Linked DNA regions of Sus scrofa: region 1 is linked to region 2. Evidence: chromatin contacts called from public Hi-C data. All regions are on one chromosome and are shown on one strand. The core of a region is the stretch at or near the end of the contact, and the rest is flanking DNA. Distances in the headings are between cores, read along the strand shown. Region 1 holds the start of ADCY2 (adenylate cyclase type 2). Region 2 overlaps ADCY2 (adenylate cyclase type 2).

Region 1 (4,225 bases), core at 1,399-3,898, 260 kb before region 2:
TGGCAACCTTCATATGCCGCGGGAGCGGCCCAAGAAATGGCAAAAAAACAAACAAACAAAACAACAACAACAACAAAAAAAACCACTAGAAAGAAGGAGAAAATAATTAAACAAGTACTTTCCCCTCACAAGTATTTCAGTTTTTTCTTTTTAAACCATTAACCTTAATTATAGATTATTTACTTTTTCTTCCTTCTTGAGTGGGTGAAGGAAGCCTTTTACCAACACAAAAGGGTGAAAAAGCGTCAAGAATTGGAAGAGATGCTGTTCCTCCGACAGGAAATTCTGGAAATGCACAACTCTGCCGAATCCAGACAGGCGGAGCCTCAGGGCAGAAGGTGCAACTTCCCACCCAGCCCGGCTTCCTTGGGAGTAATCCGCCGCTGCCCGTTGGTAAACCGATTCCTCAGTCCTTGTCTTGCAGCTTTTGATCTCAGAACCACCCAAACCCCAAGTCCCCCTGGTCCAAAAGAAAGAACCGAGCCCTGTGGGCGAGTGAGTCTGGATTCATGGGAAAGGCTCAGATTGCAATTACCCGGTTACATGCGGGTTATGTCTACAGCCAGGTGTGCGAGTTAGCGAGGTGGGCAGGCAAGGTGGGGTGGGAGCGGCAGACCAAGAGCCCGACAGAGAGTTCCATCTCCCGCTAGAGCCGGAGCCTGTGGAGACGCCAGGGGACATTCAGGGTAGGGGACCTCTGTCCGTTGCCTCCTCCTCTTTCCCCTCCTTTCCTGGTCCAGGGCAGGAGGATCCCGGGTCCTGGACACCCCCTCCCCATCCCCAGCCGAGATCTCAGGCAGCAGGTGGTAGAGCTGGGCCTTTCTCTGGCCTACACCCCCCCCCCCGCACCCCCCCCCTGCAGAGCACGTATGCCCTGCGGCTAAAAATAAAGCCCCTAGAAGCCTTTGGGTCCCCTCTCTCTTCGTGGCTTAGGTCCTGGGGTCACTGGGCATGCAGCTACCCAGGTCACGTGCCCCTGCCAGGAAGGAGGAGAGGACCGGCCAGAGGGGGCGGGGGGCCTGTTCAGGAAGGTTCCCCAGTGTTAGGCGGTGCCGGGGCCCAGAGCACCCAGCGCTAGACCCAGGCGACGAGCTCATAGGCATAAGCCCCTGGGCTGTTTGCTGGTGCCCCACAGGGCAGGTTGGGGTCCTTGGATTCCTTCGGCTTTGGGAGGAGGTGGGATTTGCGGGTCTTGGGTGCAGGAGGAAAGCTCCAGAACAGAGAGCTCCTTTGGAGTGCCAATGCGCTTTCCCCTAACCAGGGTTTTTTTTTGGGGGGGGGGGCTACACTGCCCTAGCAGCCGTCCGCTCCCACCGTCCAGCCTGGTCTCTGGCGCCCCCCGCGCCCAGTCCCCTAAGGCCACACGGAGGGAGCGAAGCTCAGAGCCGCCCCTCCGCCCCCCCGCCCCGCGTCCCGCGCGGCGCCCAGCCACTCTCTCCTGTCGCATCCTCGCCGCCGACCGCGCCAGAGCAGGGGTTCAGCGGGGACCCTGGACCAGCTGGAGGGCTCCTCCTAAACTCCAACACGGAAAACCTTGCCCCCTCGGGTACCTCCAAAGTGTGACTTAAGCTGAAACCGCAGGGCGCGGGAGGCTGCCTCCCCGAGGACGTGGCGGGGTGCAGCGTTCAATCACACCCGCCTCTCTGCTCCATGGCGCATTTGGGGCTGTTCTCTGCCAAGGGGTCTCCTCGCATCTCAGTGCCTTTCCGACCTCCCTAGAGAAGCTCCCTGCCCCTGAGATTGTGGCGGGGGCGAGGGGGCGGGCGCGTGGGAGCCCCCCAACCCGCCGGGCCGAGATGAAGAAGAGGGTGGGAAGGACTACCCACGAAGGGGGTGCGGAGCGGAGGAGAATCCCAGCGCCCAGACAGTGAAAAGGAGGAGGTCCCCGCTGTCCTCTGAGCAGGGCTGCCAAAGGATGGGAGGGGTCCTCCCCAGCTGCGCTCTGCGAAAGTGGGGAGCAGTGTGGGAGCGCCCCCCCCACCCCCGCAGCCCACTCCGAGGCCGGGGATCCGGGGCGGTCGGAGTGCCCCTCCCCGCTGCACTTTGGAGCTGCCGGAGAGGAGTTAGGAGCCCCCGCAGTCTTCCGAGCGAGGTGGGGAGGGCAGCGAGTGGGAACCCCCAGGCGGTGCTCCAGGACCGCGCAGAGGACGGTGGGAGCCCCCTCCCCACCCCAGGCTGGGCGAGTGGCCAGGAGGTGGACGGCGCTGTGGCGGAGTGTGGGCGGGCCACACAGGGGGACGTCCTCGGCTGGGGCGCGGCCCACGCCCCCCGGCGCCGCACTCCGCGCGGTCCGCCCGCCCCCGCCTCCATCAGCGCGCGCGGCCGGGCCGTCGAGGGGCGGCGGCGGGTGGAGGCCCGGCTGCGCCGCGCGGGGTGGGGGCAGAGGCGGCCCGAGCGCCCCCTGTCGCACCCGCCCCCTCCCGCGCGGTGGCGGCAGCGGCGCCGCCGGGAGCTGCCCCCGAGGCCACCGCCCGGCCCCCGCCCGCGCGTCAGCGCGCCCAGCCCGGGGCGCGGAGCTCCGCCCGCGCCGGAGGCCCCAGCGCGCAGCTCGGAGTGCGGGCAGCCGGGCCGGCCGAGGCGGCGCGGGGGTGGGACGCCGGTGGTGGCGGCGGGCGAGCGGGCGGCGCAGCCCCGGCCGGGCGCGCTCGGCGGGCGCCCCGCGAGCCGCCCCGATGTGGCAGGAGGCGATGCGGCGCCGCCGCTACCTGCGGGACCGCGCCGAGGCGGCGGCGGCGGCGGCGGCGGGCGGCGGCGGCGGCGACGGGCTGCAGAGGTCCCGGGACTGGCTGTACGAGTCCTACTACTGCATGAGCCAGCAGCACCCGCTCATCGTCTTCCTGCTGCTCATCGTCATGGGCGCCTGCGTCGCCCTGCTCGCCGTCTTCTTCGCGCTCCGGCTGGTGAGTGGCCTCCCCGCGGGACCTGCGCCGCGCGCTCCGGGGCCCCGAGAGGAGAGGGAGAGGGACCTCCCCGCCAGCCGCGTCCCGCCCGCCCGGGGCCGGCCCGCGGCCCGCGGCTCTCGCCCCTCCGGCCCGCCGGCGGCCGGCCTGGCTCGGGCGAGGACTGCGGGCAGGAGAAAAGTTTCCGTGGAAGGTTCTGCCCAAAATAAAGTTGCCCGGCGTGCACCAGGTGGACCGGCAGGGCGTGCGTTTTCCAGCTCTGCGCACCCGCGGGCAAAGTCTCCGCGCTTTTCCCCCGGCGCCGCTGCCGGCCACATCCGCTCAAGTCGGTCTCCATCCGAATCAGCATCGCGCGGCTCCGCGAGGCCGCTCGCTGCACGGCCCCTGAGCTGGCATTTTAGTTTGGGTCGGACGGTTCTTTAACTCGGTAAAAAAACCTGCCTTGGGAAAGTGGTTAAGGGCGAGGAAACGGAAGGCTGGTATGTTATTGTACATCTCTGCCTTTAAATCTGTATTCATTTAGCCCCATGGACAGAGAGAACGGGGGTGTTGACTTGTGAGTCTGCATCCTCTGAGTGTCTAAGTAAGAAGCATCGGTGGACCGTGGCTGTTGATGGTGGTCGCTGTTCTGTACAGGTTATCAAACTGGATTTCCTCACTGGGAGCATAATGCAACTCCACGGCTGATGTCAGTTTGGCCAATTTATATTTTTCCAGCAGAAATCCTTGGCTCACTCCCTTGAGCAGAGAGGGGAAATCTGTAGATGGCAGTAAACTTCCTGTTACTGATCTTTCTGTTGGTGTGGTTCAAACTTTTGCACCGCCTATGATATGTATGTGCAGATTGGGTGCCAGCCATTGATTATCCAGTGAGATATTTTTGGTCGCTGGTTTGATCTGGGGTTGTCTGCACCCAATGGCTTTTTTTTTTTTTTTTTTTTTTTTAGCTTAGCTTATAAACATGCACTCAGCAAAAGCGTGGGTGTTTGCTTTTATTTCACCACGTGTGCAAAATAGCTGTCCTTGGTATTTGGCAGTTTATTCCTGATATCCTGAGCCAGATGGTGTGCAAATATTATGCATGGGAAAACTTGTTATCATCATGGGTTCTTTAAAAAATGAAGTTTTCCTTTCCCGCACACTAGTCAAGAGGTGCTGCCTTCTGATGGAATTCAGTGAGATAAGAATAAACATTAGAAAGCAGAAGATCAAGATGCCGCCAATCACATCTGGTCCGTGTCCTATACAAAACCGAGAGCAGATTGAGTCTGTATTCCGGGTGTCAGTTCCGGGCAGCCCTCACAGCCTTATGACCAGCCCAGAAT
Region 2 (4,408 bases), core at 1,401-3,900:
GTTTCAGCTTCCATACATGAGGTGTTGGCTCGCCACACACTCATTCATTTTCTCTTGTCTGTCACCACTTTCCCGCACCAGCACTGGGTCATGGGGACAGAAGTGATGGGCACACGAAGCTGGCGCTGTTCGTCTCCTGGCCTTATGGCAAGCATGCCAGTCCCCGTGCTGGGCTGTGCGGGGGAGGCTCTGTGTCAGACACCGTTCCCTCCCATTGTTAGGACTCTGCTCCTTGACCTTGAGGCTGCAAGATGCCCTGTCCCACCTCTGCCGGGAGGAAACAGCCCCTTGCCAAACGGCCAGCCTCGGATGCGGCCCAGAGCGCTGCCGCTGCTTAGCAGTTTAGGTGCAGCTGGGTGACTGGCATCCACAGAAGGTGGCAGTGTGGGGACCAGGACAGCGAGAGGAGAGATTGGAGAACATGTAAAGTGACTCGAGAGCATTTAAACAAGTCGCTGGTGAGGCTCTGGAAGTGAAGTGGCAGCGGGGGCAAGTCAGAGCAGGCAGCGGCTTTCTGCTCACCGACCCCAGCAGCCCCGTGGGGGCCCCGCATCCTGCCCACCTCCTTCTCTGTGGTCCTGATGAAGGACTCTGGTAGGGGCTGAATCGAGAGAGACCTCGGGAGAAACCAGCCCTGCCAGCTCCCTGATCTTGGACTTCCAGCCTCCAGAACTGTGAGGAAGTCCATTTCTGTAGTTTAAGCCCCCACTCCCCCCCCCACCTTTTTTTTAACTTTTTTAGGGCTGAGCCCACAGCATATGGAAGTTGTCAGGCTAGGGATTGAATCGGAGCTACAGCTGCTGGCCTACAACAGGATCCCAGCCATGTGTGGGACCTGCAGCACAGCTCACGGCAATGCCAGGTCCCCAACCCACTGAGGGAGACCAGGGATCGAACCTGCATCCTCTTGGGTCCTAGTTAGATTCATTTCCGCTGCACCACAGCAGGAACTCCGTGGCGCTTTCTCCTAGCAGCCCTAGGAAGGAACAGTGTCATGCAGCCACCTTGGCAGGCACGCTCCATGCACAGGTAGCGTGTCCCTTGCTTTCCTCAGCACAAAGTATGCTCGCAACAGTGACATGGAGCAATTCTCCAAGACTCCTGAGTTCCAGCGCTTCCCGGAGGACAAGGATGGTGAGAGGGTTCTATTGACCCAATTATTTCATCACCTTCTTAAGCAAAGCTGCATTTTAAGCACAGGCAACGTGTGTGACAGGCGGTGAAATGGGATGCTGCCTAGAGCACGGGTTCTCAGGCTCCACGCTGTTGACGTGTGGAGCCGGACCCTTCTCTGCTGTGGGGCCACCTGTGCACTGTAGGATCTTGAGCCACACCCCTGCCCTCTACCCACTATGTGCCAGTAGCATCCTCCAGATGTGACAGCCAACAGTGTCCCCAGGCACTGCCAGGTGCTCCCTAGGGAGGTACGGAATTGTCCGCAGGTGCAGACACTGGGGTAGACTGAGACCCCTTCTGCTCTTGCCTTCTTCCTCCCCGTAGGGTTTTATTTACTTATTTATTTGGGATCTTGCAGGACCACCCTTTAAAGTAGCTATTGAGCCACCCCGTTTCTACTATGCAAGGATCTCCATCCTCCCTCAGCTGGGAAACTGATAATGCCTTTAATTTGCTTCTCTCTGAGGGTTTACAGGCATTAGGAAGAATTTTCTGGGTTTTGTCTGCTCAGTGAGACCGCTTAGACAGGTGGCCAGGGGTTAAGAGCTAAGCACACGCCACATCACACTCAGCCCTGGTACCTTCTCTTTCTCTTCTTGGTCATTGGTTCCAGAAGTTTAAGATACTGGGCCATGCCCTTTTTGGTGTTGTTGCTGTTATTGGTGAATTTTCCTTGTTGCTTTTTATAATGTTGGCCTATTGCGTTCCGTACCATGGGAGGGAGGTTGTGCCCTATAGTTTTCACATGGCAACTGAATGTGGCCACCTAGTTTATGAATCTACTTATAGTCATCAACAAACAGAGTCACAATTACTGATCATTTAATTAGTATAAAAATCTGGAATTGCAAAGGACAAGCAAATAAAATGCATTCTCTCTGCACAGTTTACACCATAACGGAGGAGCCAATGTAAGTGAAAAGAGAGAATAACTGAGTGGTAAGTGGGCATTGTTGACAATGAAGTGAATCTTCATTCAGAGAACACATCCACGCATGTGGGCTGGAACGAGTCTAAGCAGGTTTCTGAGCATCAAGGCTAACAGACCTCCTGCGTAGCACGCATGATCTCAGCCCTCTCTGAGCATTAATCCCGTTAACCCCACAGCAGCCTCCGTGTAGCTGACTCTTCTCATCCCCTTTAAGATGAGGGGCAATGGGGTCCTTACTGTACACCACAGGCCACTGTGTCCAGCCTCTTGGGTAGAACATGATGGAATGAAAAAAAGAGTGTGTGTGTGTGGGTGTGTGTGTGTGTGTGTGGGTGTGACTGGGTCACTGTGCTATACGGCAGAAATTGACTATTAAATCAACTATACTCTAAAAAACAAGTTAAAAATAAAAGATTAGGGGCAAGAGCTAATCTTAAAGGAGAAAGAAGAAAGAAACAAAACACCAAGTACAGCAGGACAGAGCTTACAGGGAGAAATGAGCAGACGTCACTCTGGAATGTTATGAACGATACGGTAAAAAGACCAGTAGGCACGCCCGGATCAGATGATAAGCGCGGTGGAAATGTTTAGGCCAGTTTTTGTAACCGGAGTGGATGGGATCGGTGAGCTCACCAGGTCAGTGATGTCATCACTACCGCTGTTGATCGTGTGTTGCTGTTGGAAGCAGAGAATAGCTGGCGGCTGCCCGCTTGCACTGATAGAAGCATACAGCTGTGGTAGAACACTTGCAAATGCAAGTGTCTGTTGTCATGATTTTTTAAAAAATAATTATTTGGAAAGGGAAGAGATAATTCTGTTTCACTTTGTAAATGTTTTGGCACTTTAAAGTGTGATTTTTTTTTTTATTCTGTAAGCTTGCAGTATTGGGCTACAAATGACTGAGGGTCACACATTTTATTGTATGTGAGTTTCATGATTTTGAATCCAAGTTGAATAAGAGTCTGAGGTCCATCAAGTGAATTGGATGCTTTGGATGCCTCTGCGCTATCATAATTGCATATTTTACATGCAAAGAACATCTTGCTTTGGGTAGTGTGGTCTGGTATGCTTTTATCAGCTACCAGAAAAGAAGTTGAGTAAAAATCACTCAACAGAACAGAACATTCCCAGATATTTCAATGGATCACTTAAGAAAAAATTATGAACCACATCCAAATGCCATTTCATTACTTTTTCCTTTTCCTTTCAAGACTGTTTATTTAAGAAATCTCTTTAATCCTATTCAATTTTTAAAATTTTTATTTCATGACAAAAAACCAACATGAGTTTTTTAAAACCCTCTTTTACTGAGCTAATTCATATGAATTTATGTCTAAAACAATCTTAAAATAAATTGAAAGTGACTCATTGCATTTCTAGACAGCTGCTTAATTTCCATTGTCTATCTTGTTTGCTTAAAGGCATTTCTAAGAATTATTTCCCGAGTGTTCATTTGAGGTGGAAGCCAAAATGGGAACACTGTAGGCAGAATTAAGTAGCCTTTTCCTCAATTCTCACCCAGAGCTGGTCTGCCTTCTTATCCTCTGGAGTGTCTGCCCAGCCTGGAGCAAGTGTTCGGAATAAGACTGAGACGAGAGATAGTTGTGGGCAAGGCTGGACCCAAGGTGAATTCACAGAAAGTCAACTTGGGTCCAGCGTAGGTGAGACCCGACTTGACCTGGGTCCCGGAGTCCTCACAGAGAGGCCCAGGGCCTCCAGAGCCCCTAGAAATGATTTAACCCTTGAGTCCACCAGGCCTGGGACCATGGATTTTGGAAGCCTCTGGCTCCCAGTCTGTGTCTGATAGAACACACCACGACTTTTCCCCATCCCTTGAATTGGGACAGGCATGTTTTTTGCTTTGACCAACAGAATATAGGAAACTGATGCTCTATGAATTCTGTGCTAAGGCCTTAGGGGGCCCCGAGATCCCCTCTTGATTTCTGGAACTGCTGACCTGATATCACCGTCAGGAAACCAGTCCAGCCTAACGGAGGATGAGTGGCCACAGGGAGAACCAAGACCCAGAGGCCGGCCAGCAGCAACTGCCAAACCAACGAAAGGCCCACGTTGGACCTTCCATCCGAGCCAGCCTTCCAGCCAAACACAGTCACGTGACCGGCCTGCAGCAAAACCAGCAAAGGAACCTTCGGCTGATCCACAGCCTCATGGAATGGGATCAGGGTAGGGGAGAAAGACATCACTGATCCAAACCACCAGTCTTGGGATGATTTGTTTTGCAGCAGAAGATAACTGAACTGCATCCCTAATCCAAAGCAGGCGTCAACTCCAGTCAGCGTG

What was found. A called contact is a pair of places that touch in the nucleus more often than the background predicts.
Region 1: a Hi-C map of skeletal muscle shows a contact between it and region 2, with 5 times the contacts expected there. The contact joins the promoter of ADCY2 here to the enhancer-like site in region 2. A contact is called at or near these places in 4 of 47 Hi-C or Micro-C datasets (embryonic fibroblasts, psoas muscle and skeletal muscle) and 1 of 2 datasets of contacts at active chromatin or transcription factors (skeletal muscle).

Annotation. Positions count from the first base shown.
Region 1 is chr16:74,728,422-74,732,646 of Sscrofa11.1, reverse strand. It overlaps ADCY2 (adenylate cyclase type 2), which reads left to right and starts at 2,648. Exons shown (of 28, transcript XM_021077007.1): 1 at 2,648-2,900. The coding sequence starts at 2,673.
Region 2 is chr16:74,464,778-74,469,185 of Sscrofa11.1, reverse strand. All of the region lies in intron 4 of ADCY2 (adenylate cyclase type 2), which reads left to right. Among named protein-coding and RNA genes, the nearest start is that of C16H5orf49, 180 kb to the right of the region's middle. Within about 2 kb of position 2,650, at least 10 of the 83 cell types and tissues checked have an H3K27ac peak or open chromatin away from gene starts, as enhancers often do. A contact at or near this core is called in skeletal muscle, where this site is marked.